Regions from separate parts of the Danio rerio genome. Here region 1 is linked to region 2. A link is a contact called in public Hi-C data. All regions are on one chromosome and are shown on one strand. Each heading gives the region's core, a stretch centred on a gene start, on an enhancer-like site or on the middle of the called end of the contact. The rest is flanking DNA. Distances are from core to core; before and after follow the strand shown. Region 1 holds the start of ppp1r15b (protein phosphatase 1, regulatory subunit 15B). Region 2 holds the start of optc (opticin).

Region 1 (7,208 bases), core at 1,271-3,770, 310 kb after region 2:
CTCCTCAGCCTCCTCTCTCTTATAGTGTGGCATTCCAGGCGCTTTCTCCTTACGGCACCCTTTGGGGGGTTTTTTAGTCTGTACAGGGGCCTGGAAGTTGAGGAGGCTGTACGGGTCTGCTGAGCAGCTAAAAGAGTTCCATAATCTCCGGTTCTCTTCCTCGTCCATCTCGCAGACGTCTTCGCTGGACTCGTTCTCTGAAAGTGAGGGTGATGATGACGAAGGCGAAGATGGCTGGGAGGATATATGAGCTGGTGGAGACTCTGAGACCGGCGAGTCTGTAGTCGCAGGGCTTGGCTTGGTGGCTGTCCTTATAGGAGCTGTGAAGTTCCTTGGATTATAAGGATCCCCGTTTTGGCACAGAGAATTCCACAGTCTCTCAGCCTCAGAGTTGCCTTCCTCTCCATCTGAATCTTCCTCGGATTCATCGTCGCTGTCATCAAGGTCCTCCGAATCGGAGTAGTGGGATGAGCCTTCACTATCAAAGCCATCATCATCATCATTACTATCCCAGTCATCATCATCATCATCATCCTCCTCCGATTCAGATTCGCCACTGCAAGGGCTACCCATGATGTAAGCGATGACCTTGTTTTCACACTGAGGCGTGGCTAAAAGGGATACATTATCAGCAGCGGCTTCTACAGTCTTCTCAGACTCCTTTTCCTCTCCTCCCTTAATTTCTTCCTCACTTAAGATAGGTAGGCTTTGTAGCTCACTCCCTGTAGTGTTACTCTGAGATGAGTCGTCTTCGGAGGCAACAGCGTTGGTTGTGTCCGACACCTCCTGTTCCTTGGAAAGCAGTTTCATATGAAGCTTACTATTCGAGTGTTCTTCCTCCAAGCTGGAGTAGCCATTATCTTGGTCAGGTGTCAAAACAGCCACTTCACTGTAGGCTCTACCACAAACCAGCAGCTGCTGCCCAACATCTAGTGGAAGCTGGTATGAGTTTGAGAGCAATTCTGTTTTGGACATGTGCAGCAGTGCATTGTGGGTCAGCTCTTTGGAGCACAAGGGTCTAGCGCTTTCGTTGTGCATTGATGGCCCATCATTGCTTTGACAATAGCCAACACTGTGATGTTCTCCACAATGCTGCCAGCTCGTATCAGTCTCTTTTCTGCTTTGTGCTACATTTAGCAGCAAGTTTGGAGGTCTGTCATTGGCCTCCAAAAATCCTCCCTGCCACCAGCTATTAGTGGATCGCACAGACACCATATCCGGGCACAAATCGCAAGCGCTTTCAGGTTTTGCACGCTTTTTTTCCTGGGTGTTCAATAACACCTGGCTCAGCATGTTTCTTGCTGTTCCCAAGTATCCGACTGATGCCTGCTTTTGAAGGCTGAAATCTTTCTGGGAAGTGTTTTGAATTCCCAGTTCACTCAGTGATTCCTGTGTGAACCAGGCAAGAGTGCCAGGGTCTCCAGGGGCCACGCATGCAGCATTTTCATGCTGGCAGTGGAGGTATGCGACGTTCAGAGGCGTTAAAGAGTTTCCGATATCAAGGTGTGACTTCATTTCAAATGCAGTCTGTGTCTTTCCGGGGAAATACCTCTGCAGGAGAGACCACGCAGGCCTCGAGACCAGAGAGAACACGCTTATCCACGAGCTGTCAGTGCGCTCGTCACCGTCACGCGCGGACCGCGTGTCCCCTGGAATAAAGTGTCCATGTGTGCTCATACTTCTGAAAAATATGAAATGAGGTGAACTACATAAACTGAAAGAAAATAAAACAAATTATATAATTCTTCTACAATTGGCTCCACGTTGTTCAGACTGAATTTGAATAAAAGTGCTCGGGTTTATAATGTCAAGCTTAAATGTCTCTCAATGTTACTAATATACATAACAGCCTTAACACAACCTAACGTTAAATATGGCCTTATAAGGCTTAGCTGGCTAGCGCAGCTTTTAATGTGGGGCTAAATGTTAGCTACGAACAAAGTAAAACGCTGCGTTTCTCATTCCTTCCAGCCTCTAACACCATCCATGAGGGCTGATAAATATTCTCCGGGGTTAATGAAGTAGTCCATGTCGTTTAGACTGTTTGGAGACCGGCCCGGCTCGCGCGAACAGCTTCAGCGTCCATATTGACCGCAGCGTTGCCGCCAACTGTGCCGTCCTGAGGAGAATAACACCAATTATTTCGGGTTGAAGGGATCGTGGAAACAGCAGAAGGAATTGACAAGCGTTTTGAAGTGTTGTAAGAGTAAAATAGGCTGGTAAACTCCAAAGGAAAGCTTGAAACAAAAGCCATTTTGACGTCTTAGAGGAAGCGAGCGTCGGTTCTTCAACTGTCAGTCTTCTGTCACCTCAATCGAGCCGCGTTTTGGGACGAAAATACTGTACGCTGTTGGAGAAAAAACGGCTGAATCATCAAAATCGAGTCAAAGCGCTCTCCTTAAAGTTACGACAAAAACCGAATCACTTTTAATTCGTTTTAAACAGAAATACTCGGTATAGAGACTCGTTGACGTCGCCGTCTCGCTCGCTAGCCGCGGAGCTAAAGCGGAGAGATTTCATCAGAAAAGCCGTAAGGGAGCGTCTCTAAAGTGCTGCAGCACCGCGTTTACTAGGGACCGTGGTAAAAGTTCTATCTCACGTTGTACTCTGAAACGTGTGTGTTATATAAGATGTTCAGAACATGTCACGCAATGCTTAGGCAATACATATTGAAATCCCTCAAGACATTCTAAATCTTTAATACTTTCTTCTAGTCGTTTTTACTTATCTTGTCAGAGTTTCTCCAGGGAGACTTTTAGCATAAATCTTATCTGACGTATCAATTCTTGCTTTGGTGCAAAGACTTTTTTGTAGAAACTGCCTGCAGAATCCCTCAAGCACAGAACTAATGCTTCATGAAGAATTGACCGTGCACACTGTATGAAAATATATACTTTGTTCTTTCTCTTATGATTTTCAGTGAATATCAATACACGCAGAAGCTGTTCATTTAGCACAAAGGCAGGAGCACTTTCAGGGCGAACTCACACTAAGTGGGAGAAAAATATACAATCTGTAAAATAAATGAACTAACCTTATCATCGTTGTCTAAGATTAATGATTAATTATCACTTTATGAATATAAAAAGTTAAACGGTTTTGAGTTTAAAAAGTACAGTGGATGAGAGAGCTTAACGTGCTGCAATTTAAGAAAACACATGCAACTACAAAAAAACATCAGCAAATTAAAACAAGATCTTCATCCGTTTGATAGCACACGTGCTGCAAAACTTCTCAATACACACACATAAAAAAGCACTGCATTTTCCCACAACGCAAACAAATTACGAAAACACGCTACAATTTCTCACAACACAAAAAACATTGGAACACAACGAAAATATATCAAGGGAACCCAATAACCTGATGGATTGTGAACTGCATTGTGATCAAAAGCAATGCGTTATTGCAAATTGGTTGCATTGTGAGAAAATGCAGCGCATATAATTAATTATTTGTGTTGTGTAAAAGTTGCAGCGCGTTTTATTAAATGTTTACGTTATGAGAAAATGCAGCGCGTCATTGTAAATTGTTTGCATTGTAAGAAAATGCAGCATGTTATGGTAAATTGTTTGCATTGTGAGAAAATGCAGCGCATTTTATTAATTGTTTGGGTTGTGTGAAAATGCTGCAATTTTTATTAGATGTTTACATTGTAAGAAAATGCAGCGCATCATCGTAACTTGTTTGCATTGTAAAAAAATGCAGTGCGTTTTATTAATTGTTTGCATTGTAAGAAAATGCCGCACGTTATCATAAATTGTTTGTGTTGTGAGAAAATGCAGTTCTATTAACTGTTTGCGTTGAGAAAATGCAGCGCGTCATCGTAAATTGTTTGCATTGTAAGAAAATGCAGGTCGTTTTATAAATTGTTTGTGTTGTGAGAAAATGCAGTTCTATTAACTGTTTGCGTTGAGAAAATGCAGCGCGTCATCGTAAATTGTTTGCATTGTAAGAAAATGCAGGTCGTTTTATAAATTGTTTACGTTGTGAGAAAATGCAGTTTTATTAACTGTTTGCGTTGAGAAAATGCAGCGCGTCATCGTAAATTGTTTGCATTGTAAGAAAATGCAGGTCGTTTTATAAATTGTTTGCGTTGTGAGAAAATGCTGTGCATTTTTAATCCATGTATGCATTATGAGGACGTGTGCTGTCAAACTAATGATCTTTTTCTTAATCTGCTGTAGTTTTTTTGTAATTGCATGTGTTTTCTTAAATTGCAGCCTATTAAGCTCTCTCATCCACTGTGAAAAAGCCATCATTTATATAATGTCAAAGTGGTAGATCACCTCAGATAACTATCTGAGCAGAATTTAGGATTGGATAGATGGAAAAGGATGAAAAGGTCAAATACATGCTAAGTGGCAGCTACCTTATACAACCAAATATTTAATCTAAAACAAATTAGGCTGTAAGGATTATTACATTGACAAATATGCTAAAAAATACTTAATAAAAATGTAAATAGACAATTATGCTCAAAATCAAATGAGTTTTACAGACTTGTGTATTCTTTCATTATAACTAAAAGATTCAATGTGCACTGTAGACAGCTTTGATAAATATAAAACTTTGTGAGATTGTTTTGAACTAAGCGAGTTCTAAAGCATATAGGTGTCGCCTATTGTCTTTTTAAACAATTCACTAGTGAACCTCACTCACACAAATGTACACAACAAACCAATTACAAACGAAAACACAAAACAGAAGAAATATCCAACTGCAGTCTAGTTTATTTGTTTGCATTTTACTCACTTTAGATGCAGACTTTATATTATTTGCCATGAGAGCAGAATTTGATTCCCAGGTTGTCCTAATTTAACTTGCTTTCGGCGCAATGTTTTAATTTGATAGATGAACATGGAGGAATGAGACATTTATGTCATCAGAACTCTCTGGAGGAGCTTCAGGACAATGAGAAATGTGTAAGACCATAGATGGTTCAGACAGGCAATTAAAGCCTTTATGATAAACCCCAGTCTGATGTAATTCTTACCTCAGTGTGATGACAGCCCAATATGGGATAAAGTCAGCGATGTCTCAGTAAAGTGGATTGTTGCGGTCAGTCATGCGTAATTGAGATTTACAAATAAATCCAACCAAGGATTTAGTGCATGCAATGCTCATGTTTGTATTTTGCATTTGACATTGATCGTTGGACCATCTCTTTAGCGCTTTATGTGATCCAACAATGACAAAAATAAAAAAACATTTACAATGTTCAAGCCAGTTTCTCTGTGCATTTATTAAGTGCAAATAAACATTAAAAACATGATCTGAAATTAGAAGGAACAGTCTAGAAAGGAATACAATGGGATAAAGCCCATTTACAATCCATACATCACATCAAATTCATTTTCTCAGCATTTACAGTATTCCAACCCTACTGATCTTACTCGCATTCTCTTTAGTTATTAAAATAAGCATCACAGATGTTATAAAAGTTCTATACCTTTAAATCCAAACTCTTCACATTCACAACAAAAAAGATAGCTTTTTTAATAAATGTTCAGTTTTTCATTATGGGTTGGCATGGAAATCATATACAATCATTTCCCTTAAGGGTTAACTTCAAACAGTTGTGCCATTTGGGAGGAAAATATCAATTCGTCATTTGAAAGAAACTTCAATCCTTTAGAAAAATGTCCTTTATATTGGAAATGGAGCTGGTTTTTCTGGTTAGAAAAAGCTACGGAACAGGGACTACTCTGACCTGGATAATCTTACCTAAGTTTGCTTAAGGCTACTGGATTGTTAGAGCACCTCGACAAACAGGGTTGCACTTTGGACTTGAAGATCCTTCATTTTAAGATATTAATTCATGATAATAATCAAGAATGAAAAGGTACTGTTGTGATACATTTCTAATAAAGCCTTTGAATTCCGGTTTTAATTTTTACACAATAAACAATATCATTCCTTAGTTAAATGGGCTAAATCTATGACCATTTGATCAAATATGAATTTAAGAATATTTCCAATTAGTTCTTTTTTTCTTCAAGCCAATGAGGTGAGCTAAGTGCAAAGTAAAGCAAACTGCAATGCAAAATCTGTAAGCATAAATTTCCAAGAGGGGTAGGGAGCTACTGTGGCATATTCAGCATTTCATTTACATGCAGTTTTACATAAAAAGGAAGAATGGAAACACTTACAAAACTACAGCCTAAAGCTTTAATTTCACTCTCCCTTTGAAAAACAAAATACAAATAAATTAACCAATAAAACTTGGAAAGATGTGAGGTCAATGTAATTGACAAACAAATGCAAAAACGCAATATTTATCCCAGCGCAATTTCACAGCATGCAAATCAACTATTTTCAAATAGAAATGTCCTTGTAGGTTATGCTTACATATTAACAAGGCATAAAAGCACTGACCCTGAAATCAAGTTCCTTCAAAAGCCTTTTTTGCATACAAAGTTGTGTGCCATCATTTAAGAACGAAGGAGGTTTATGAAACTCCTCTGTTTTTTTCTCTGTTGTTCAATATACAGCACATGCAAATCATAATTTAGTTTTTGATGCACCCACCTACTTTTACTTGATCAAAAAAAATCTACATTCAGTTCTGTTTGTGTCATTTCCACTGCTGAATCAAATGATCAAGTGTTCATCCCTTTTCAAGATCAAGTACATGTGAAATTACCCAACTTTACAGTACAAAAAGCGGCCCTCACTATTAATTTCTATGTAAATCTCTGCAAAATCTGATACAAAGAGACATAACTAATGTCACAAGACACAACATAGCTCAAAATTGAGCCGCAATAGGGAAACATCTTAAAAAGAAAATAACTTAAATTTCCATGAACAGTCTCAAGATAACAAAAATGGGGCTTTAAGGTTTCATGGACAGAAATTTTGCAGAACCCCCCCCAAAAATATGGCATATGGAAGTTCTTAAATAGTTTTTTTCTGCCAATCCTTGTGCCACCAAATGGTTTTTGTCCCATAGTGTTACCAAGAACCGCTTTCTTTAATTCAAGGTCTGGCTCACATGGTGCACGGTACCCCACCAGAAAAGTTATCAAGTGATGACCCTTCATCACCAAATCTACACGTCTCCTGGGAAGGAGATTCAACAAACACAAACCCCCACTGGGGGAAACAGCCTTCTGAGCAGCTGGGCATCTCCAACTCCCTACCCATAAGCAAAGACAGACCCAAACACATGCACAGTGAAAGACAACGGTGAAATCCTTCACTTC
Region 2 (7,561 bases), core at 4,673-7,172:
GCAAAAGTAATATCAGAAAAGGTTTAATAGGGGCAGTTTAACACTTTTAAATGCAATGATCCATCTACCTAAGCCTGTGTCAGGTCCAAACAGGCCTGGTGCTTTGAAGTCTAGAGTTGAAGGAACAGGTGATTTCGTAGGACGAGGTGGCAGAGTCATTTCCTCCACATAGTTTTCAGGAACAAGCACAGCAGGTGGAGGAGTGACAGCTGTAGGAGGAGCTACTGTCTCAACCTTAAACAGTATGAAGATGGACGAAAACAGAATATTAAAATTAAATAATCAAAATTAAATAAAATCAAACAAAATAAAAATCACATTTCATTGTTTTTAAAAATATTGAGCACCACGTTAATGTTAGTTCAGGCTGATGCTCAGCTGTTCATAATGTGTACCAGTTTGGTTCTGACATCTACAAGTCAATTTAACACTCTTCAGTGCTTGGCGGCACGTCAATTCAACCATCCTCCACTTCTCCTAGATCATATCTGTTATTAGATTCAGGTATTTTGTCCAAGTATGTATACATCCCATAAAGCAAAATATCTCTGGCACTGCTCTGGCCCAAACAATCAGCTTTTGCTTGGCCCACATGCCGCAGTGAATTACAGTAAATGACTGGACCAAGTCTGGCTTTTAGACAAGGATCAAATACGGACCATATCTGGGCCAAGTCTTAGCCAAGTTAATAACCCATAACTGAGCCTGAACTGGGCCAGATATGTTGGTGTGTCATGACTTCAATGAAATTGATAAACCCATGAATCATTGCACTTTAAGCGTGCTATGGGCTTGATTTTTTTTTTTCAGCGACCTAATTGGTAGAATTTCTTTCTTTATTTGAAAATAATACAAATGTATTTTAAATGTGGGTCAAGATGGCCAAACTTACATGGCCCACACATCAATTATTAACATCTGGGCCAAATACTACAATTGACATCTGGCCCGAGTATTGTGTGCCGCCTTAAAGACTATGCCACCTCTGCCAAACCTGGGCCATGTTTAGCCCACATGCTATATGCCAGTGCCGGATTAATGCCTGCTGTGCCAGATTTCTGCCAAATCTGGGCCAGAGATCTTTGCTACCTGGAATGGTAATCAGCAAATCTTTGGTGTTATTAATTAATTATTTTAATAATAATATAAAATTATTTTTATTAACTAATAATTAATTATTAGTTATTAATTTTAGCTGTTTATGCATGGTTTCTGGTTCTGTTCTTTTAGGGGGTCTGATTTGATGCTGCACTTCTTGTATGCTTAGCTGCATGGACGAACGTGGATTTTCCTTAGAACAAAACCAAACCACCAATTTAACTGCATAAAGGGGTAGTTCACTCAAAAATTACAATTATTTCATCATTTACTCGTGCATCAATTGATCCAAACCTGTCAAATCAAAACAGGGATCAAACCTGATCCAAACTAGTTTCTTTCTTCTGTCAAACACAAAAGAAGATGTTTTTAAGAAGGCCTGAAATCTGTTACCGTTGACTTCCATAGGATTTGTTTTATATGGAAGTCTTACAGGTTTTCAGCTTTTTTTTTCACAGTATCTTCTTTCGTATTCAGCAAAAATAATGAAACTCATAAAGATTTGGAACCACTCAAGGGTAAGTAAATGAGTAAACAATGAGTAAATGTTGATTTTCTTGGTGAACTATCATCCATTAGATTAAAAGTATATCATCAAGATTAAAGGGCCATGGAAGAAATCATGAGTTCACAGTTTAGAAACTTGTACAACTGTTTTTTGGATGAAAAACTTTCTTTACACATAGGTAAAACAGAGGCTATTTCATTTGCTTCAAGAGTGAAATTTAAGAAAGATGATTCTTTAGTGGTTAGGATTAATGATTTGATATTTGAGTGAAAAAAAATTTGTAAATTATCTGGGATGTTTAATAGGAGATGTTATGGCAAGAAAGGTTTAGAGAAAGAAAAATTGCAAAGGGCACAAAATAAATGAATATGGATAATTTAAAAAAAAAATAATCCTTAAGCACATTTGCACAGAGTTGACAGTTTTATTTCAAAATTTATGGGATACTTGTATTTTTGTACAGTTTGTCTAAAATCTGTCAAATAAAAATTCAATTCAATTCTATTGTAATATCATACTATTTTAAAAGTTCCTAGTTTGTCCCATGACTATTTAATAAGCAGTTATTAGATGCTCTGTTTATTTTTCCCCCAATTTCAGTTTAACAGAGAGATTTTTTCAACACATTTCTTATCATTATAGTTTTAATAACTCATTTCTAAAAACTGATTTATTTTATATTTGCCATGATGACAGTAAATAATATTGTACTAGATATTTTTCAAGACACTTCTATAAAGTGACACTTAAAGGCTTAACTAATTAGGTTAACTAGGCAGGATATGGTTAGGCAAGTTATTGTGGTTGGTTTGTTCTGTAGACTATCAAAAAAAATAGCCAGAAAGGGCTAATAATATTGAAACCTTAAATGGTTTTTAAAAAATTAAAAGCTGCTTTTACTCTAGCCAAAATAAAATTAAAAAGACTTTCTCTAGAACAAAAAAAATGTTATCAGACATACTGTGAAAATTTCCTCGCTCTGTTAAACATCATTTAGAAAGTATTTTAAAAAGAAAAAAAAGATTTATAATTCCGATTTCAACTGTATTTATTCACAACTGGAAAAAAGTCCAAACTGAATAGTTATTTAATTGAAAGGTCAACATAGATGTAAATCAGAGAAAAATATTTTCAATCAATCAATCAATCCTCAAAATTCTAATTAGTAATATAAAGAAAATAATAGTAGTATTTAATCGGAACAAAAATATCAAATTAATAAATAAGTGCCACTCGAGGGTGAGTAAATAATGAGTAAATGTTTATTTATGGATGAACTACTTCTTTAATATTTAATGTTGCTGTTGTAGTTTTTTGATTAAAGTAATTCTGACTGAAATATTATACTTATTTCAAGCTATTTGAATACATACATTTTAAATAGTTATTATGACTAAATATTTTTGTACAATTAATCTTATCATTTTATAATTATAATTTTATTATGCAATAATATATTTTTCTCTCAAGTTAAAAATTTAATAAATCTTTAGTATGCAATATATTTCAAATAAAGAAAGGAAGGGAACTCTCAAAGCAGCTGCAGAGAATTAATTCATTTGTTTTCCCTTCAAAAGTTTAATCGATTAAAATAAATATTGATTTATCATCCAGTGGTCCTCCTCGTAGACCATATAAATCAAATGGATTACTTTTATAGCATTCATTTCCCTTTACTGTAGAAAGAAAAGTTTTACTTAACTATTAGAATTACTGCTTCTGACACATACAGGAAAGAAAATTATTCAGGTATGATGATAGACTGACACTGACAAAAAGAAACCTCTCGTGAAAGCTCACCTCCTCATGCTCATCATCATAATTATAGTGCAGATCCCATGAGTCTGGGTCATCATAATTCTCCAGGCCAAATGCTTTAAGATCCAAATCAGTTGGAGGGGCACCAAGACTAAAGCCCAGAAGAATCCAAACGAGATACAGCAACATCTAAAGGAGATAAAGTAAATGGTCTTTTCAGACTGCTTTGTAATTAGACACCAATTATGGATTTAACATCACAAAGTGTCAAGTTAATCCGCTCTATGCCATTTCCTGTGCCAACTTTCTAATTAGCTGAAAGACTGTGCTTCATTTTGAGGTTATGGTACCGTCCACTCTTCCCCCTTCCCGAGGGGTTTTATAACAGTCTGCAGGAGCTCTTTGTCTGTAGCCACAGATGCCTGTCACACCTCTATTTGTTTAACCTTTGAGGGCACTTCTTTCCGGCTGCTGAGACATGTACGTAGACCCATAATAGCTACAAACTTCACATATAATGACAGAGTGATGGTTAAACACTTTAGACCCTCCATGCGTTTAAAAACATAAATACATCAGTTTTTGTGTGCTTAGCTATGGTAATCTATCATCTAGTTGTATGGATGTGGAACATGGAAAGAGGCTGTTAGCAGATGACATGAGTGTGCAAAGCCAAAACATGAGTTTTCCACACAGAGAAATGGAAAAAAGTAAGAGACAACTTTTTGGAAATGTATGAATTTGGTTTGATGACACTACTGATTTCTTGTCAATTTTAAATGAAAACATGTTGTAAACTAAGCATTAAATCAAAACAGTTAAGAAATCAACATTTGATGGAATTACACCTTGATTCTCAAAAATGAAACAGATGTTATTCTGGCCAATCTCTCTCCCTCACTCTCTCATTACTTTAACACAATTGCAAGCTCTTCATTATTTTACTCCGGCATATTACTCAAGCCAAAAACTTGTACTTTTAAATAAGTATGCTTGTCAGTCTGTGATAGTTCACCCAAAAAAAAAAAAAAAAAAGAATTTACTCACAATTTACTAAACCTCAAGGGGTTCCAAACCTTCAGGAGTTTCTTTGTTCGTTTTAGCACAAAAGAAGATATTTTAAAGATTTTTTGAAAACTTTAACTATTGAATTCAATAATAGGAAAAAAAAGCTTATTATTGAAAAAAGCTAATTATTGCAGGTTTCCAACATTTTTCAAAACATCTTCTTTGTGTTCAACAGATCAAAGAAATTTAAATTGTGACAAGTGAAGGGTGAGTAATTTTCAGTTTTGGGTGAACTATCCCTTTAAGTATACAGTGCTCAGCATGAGCACACCACATTTTAAAAATTTATATTTTTATCAATTTCTCAATGAATATAAACAATGTATTTTGGTGCATTTAAACAAAACAGATTTATTAAACAGATATATTTATAAAAATAATATTTTAGTCACCAAAAATATAAATATGAAATTTGTAAGATAATACAATTAAATTCATTCAAAAATATTGCAAAAAGAACCAACAGAATTTTTATTTATTTATTTATTGATTCTCTTGATTTTTTCTCTTTTTTAAAATTTGTATTTAATAATTTTCTTTAACATATACATTTGGGTGTACTAGTTTTAAGACCGTTACCGTACGTTATTTTGTTAGATAATCTCCAGATTTGGCTTCAGTACTGACTAATCTGAGGTATATGCACAAATATAATATTGTATCCTATTTAAAATATGAATTTAAAAGATAGATTTGTGAGGGGTGAGCACTGTAATTTAGAATATACTGTTAACACCTCCGTGTTGATAACCTAACAAATGTAGATTTTTTAATTAGATTTGATTCAATTTTTTTTGTCATTACAAATGTACAAATACAATGCAAGGAAATGCAGTTTAGGTCTAACCAGCAATGCAATAGCAGCAGGTATAAGTTATAAGTGCATTTATAGAAAAACTATGATGATATTTACAGCTGGATGTACTATAAACATTATATACAGGTTGTATTAGCTATGAACAGAGATTTACAATAAATGAATATATGTACAGGTTGCTATTAATAATCAGTAGTGTGCAGATAGATAAACATAATTACAAATGTATGTACAGTTGGTGTGTACATAATTACAAATGTCCATGTGCAGTGGGTATGTACATTTCAAATAAGGGAATCAGTGCAATGAATATGTGCAATTATAAATGTGCAAATGTTAAACAGTGCAGTGATTTTGAGGAGTATCTTACATGATAAATCCAAATCACATGTAATCCTCTGATCTAATTTAACCCAGATTGACTCATGTTTTTTTTTTCACACTTGTTTCCCAAACAGCTCAAATTTAAAACATTAATATTCAAAGCTCCCCTGGGTCTCTTCAGTTATTCGGCTTAACCTGTTCTTAAAGTGTTCACAATTAAACCAAGAGACCAAAGAGTCTTCACTCAGCAGGAAGGAGGCCTACCTTTGATGTTTGTCTTTGAATGGCCATAGCCCAAAAGCAGCTCTTGCGGGAAAAGAGGTGTGGAAGCTGGCCTTGTGTTCTCCTGAGGATTGAGTATTGAATCTAACCCAAGATTAAGAAGGCGGTCAGGTTAGGTGAGGGGGAGAGCTGTGGGAGCTCAACTGGGGGATGGCCAGGTCAGTTTGCTCAGCTGTCACTAATTCTACAGCCTTGTCAATGGTGAAGTATCAGTTTGGTTTGGTAATTTACCGCTTCTTACCAGCAGGATGTTTTTCAGACGTGTTTCCCTAGAGAGATGCAAAGTTTCTTCTTCTTTTTGTTTTAAATTGCACTGCATTTACTGACATTTTTGTCATTCCAGAACACAGTTCTGGTCTGGTCATTTACGACTCCTTACCAGCAGGTTGTGCTTTTTAAGACGCTTGTCCTTTTTTTTATCTTGTATTTTGTTTAGTTACATTTTGGCATCTCAGAAAACTATTTTAATTTGACAATTTACATTTCTTACCAGTGGCTTGTGGTTTTTGCACTACAATAATGACATTTTTCAACCAATCACTCATTTTTAATATGTGATTCTGTCCTTATGTTCCTGCAAAATGGTAATTTCTGGCTGAAATGACTAGAAGGCAGCAAAATACTAACCACAGAGTTCAAGCAAACTGAGAAAACATTTTCATTTCAATTTGACAACAAATGCACTCACAAATTCTCACAAACAGATGAAACACGCTGCAAATAGTGCAGATAACAGAAATTGTCAGGGGACCATAAAAAGTGATGAACCCTACAAATCTGCTTCCTGGTCATTAGTGTTCAGCAGTGTTCAGTTCAGTAGTCTGACATGCTTGCCTTCTAACTTGCAGTTGTTCTTAGAGTAATTGTTATTAACATCACATTAAAATAACATTTTATTGTGCAATTCTTCATATTACAGCTGAAAATAAACAAAAAAAGGAAGCAAACATGAGTGCAGCGCTCGAGCTTAAGCTGATAACATATGGGCTAGAGCTATCTGACATGTAGTAATGCTGACGAGTTAACAAAATATCATAAAATGTGGTATTTGAAGATCGTTATGAACAATGTGTGTATATATACGTCCAGTAAAGTGCATATGAAGTGTGTATATATGTGATTTAATGTTAAAAATGTTTTATCAATTGATGTTTGCCTTGTGTTGCAAGGCTGGGTTTTTTGTGTGAGTTAAGCATCTGTGACGAATCCCTGCTTCAAGATGAAATTTAGGAAAAACCATTTCACCTGTTGGTCTGTGTGTTTATTACCTGGCAATGCTATCTTATGGCAGTTCATAACATTATGATTCAGTGGCTACTTCGTGTAAAATTGTACAATCTCATTTGTTCAATTTAGTTTAATTTGCTTATTCCCCAATGATGGTTGGGTTTAGGGGTGAGGTCGGGTGCCACCCCTCTTTTAAAAGACTGTGGCTGAACTCGAATTAGTCACTAAACTGAAAAATGAAAAATAATGATATTTTCTTGTGAGATCAGGCTGGACATGGATGTTAAAATAATTTCTGGCAATTCATCAACTGAAGGCAACCAGGTTTGTCACTTTTTAGGGTCCCCCGACATCTTCCGTTGTGTTCTGCTATATGAGCGATTTTGTGTAAGTGTTAATTTGTGTGCATGTGTGTTGTCAAACTGAGATGTTTTCTCAATTTGTTAATAATTTACTTTTTGAATGTGTTTTCTTCGGTC

Evidence for each region. A called contact is a pair of places that touch in the nucleus more often than the background predicts.
Region 1: a contact with region 2 is called in a Hi-C map of an unstated tissue, with 4 times the contacts expected there. The contact joins the promoter of ppp1r15b here to the promoter of optc in region 2. A contact is called at or near these places in 2 of 18 Hi-C or Micro-C datasets (caudal fin and an unstated tissue).

The regions. Positions count from the first base shown.
Region 1 is chr11:25,622,129-25,629,336 of GRCz12tu, forward strand. It overlaps ppp1r15b (protein phosphatase 1, regulatory subunit 15B), which reads right to left and starts at 2,521. Exons shown (of 2, transcript XM_017358331.4): 1 at 1-2,521. The coding sequence starts at 1,677. It overlaps pik3c2b (phosphatidylinositol-4-phosphate 3-kinase, catalytic subunit type 2 beta), which reads right to left. Exons shown (of 34, transcript XR_012387163.1): 33 at 6,747-7,208; 34 at 5,227-5,493.
Region 2 is chr11:25,308,455-25,316,015 of GRCz12tu, forward strand. optc (opticin) reads right to left here and starts at 5,923. Exons shown (of 7, transcript NM_001003583.2): 1 at 5,838-5,923; 2 at 3,407-3,553; 3 at 69-234. The coding sequence starts at 5,864.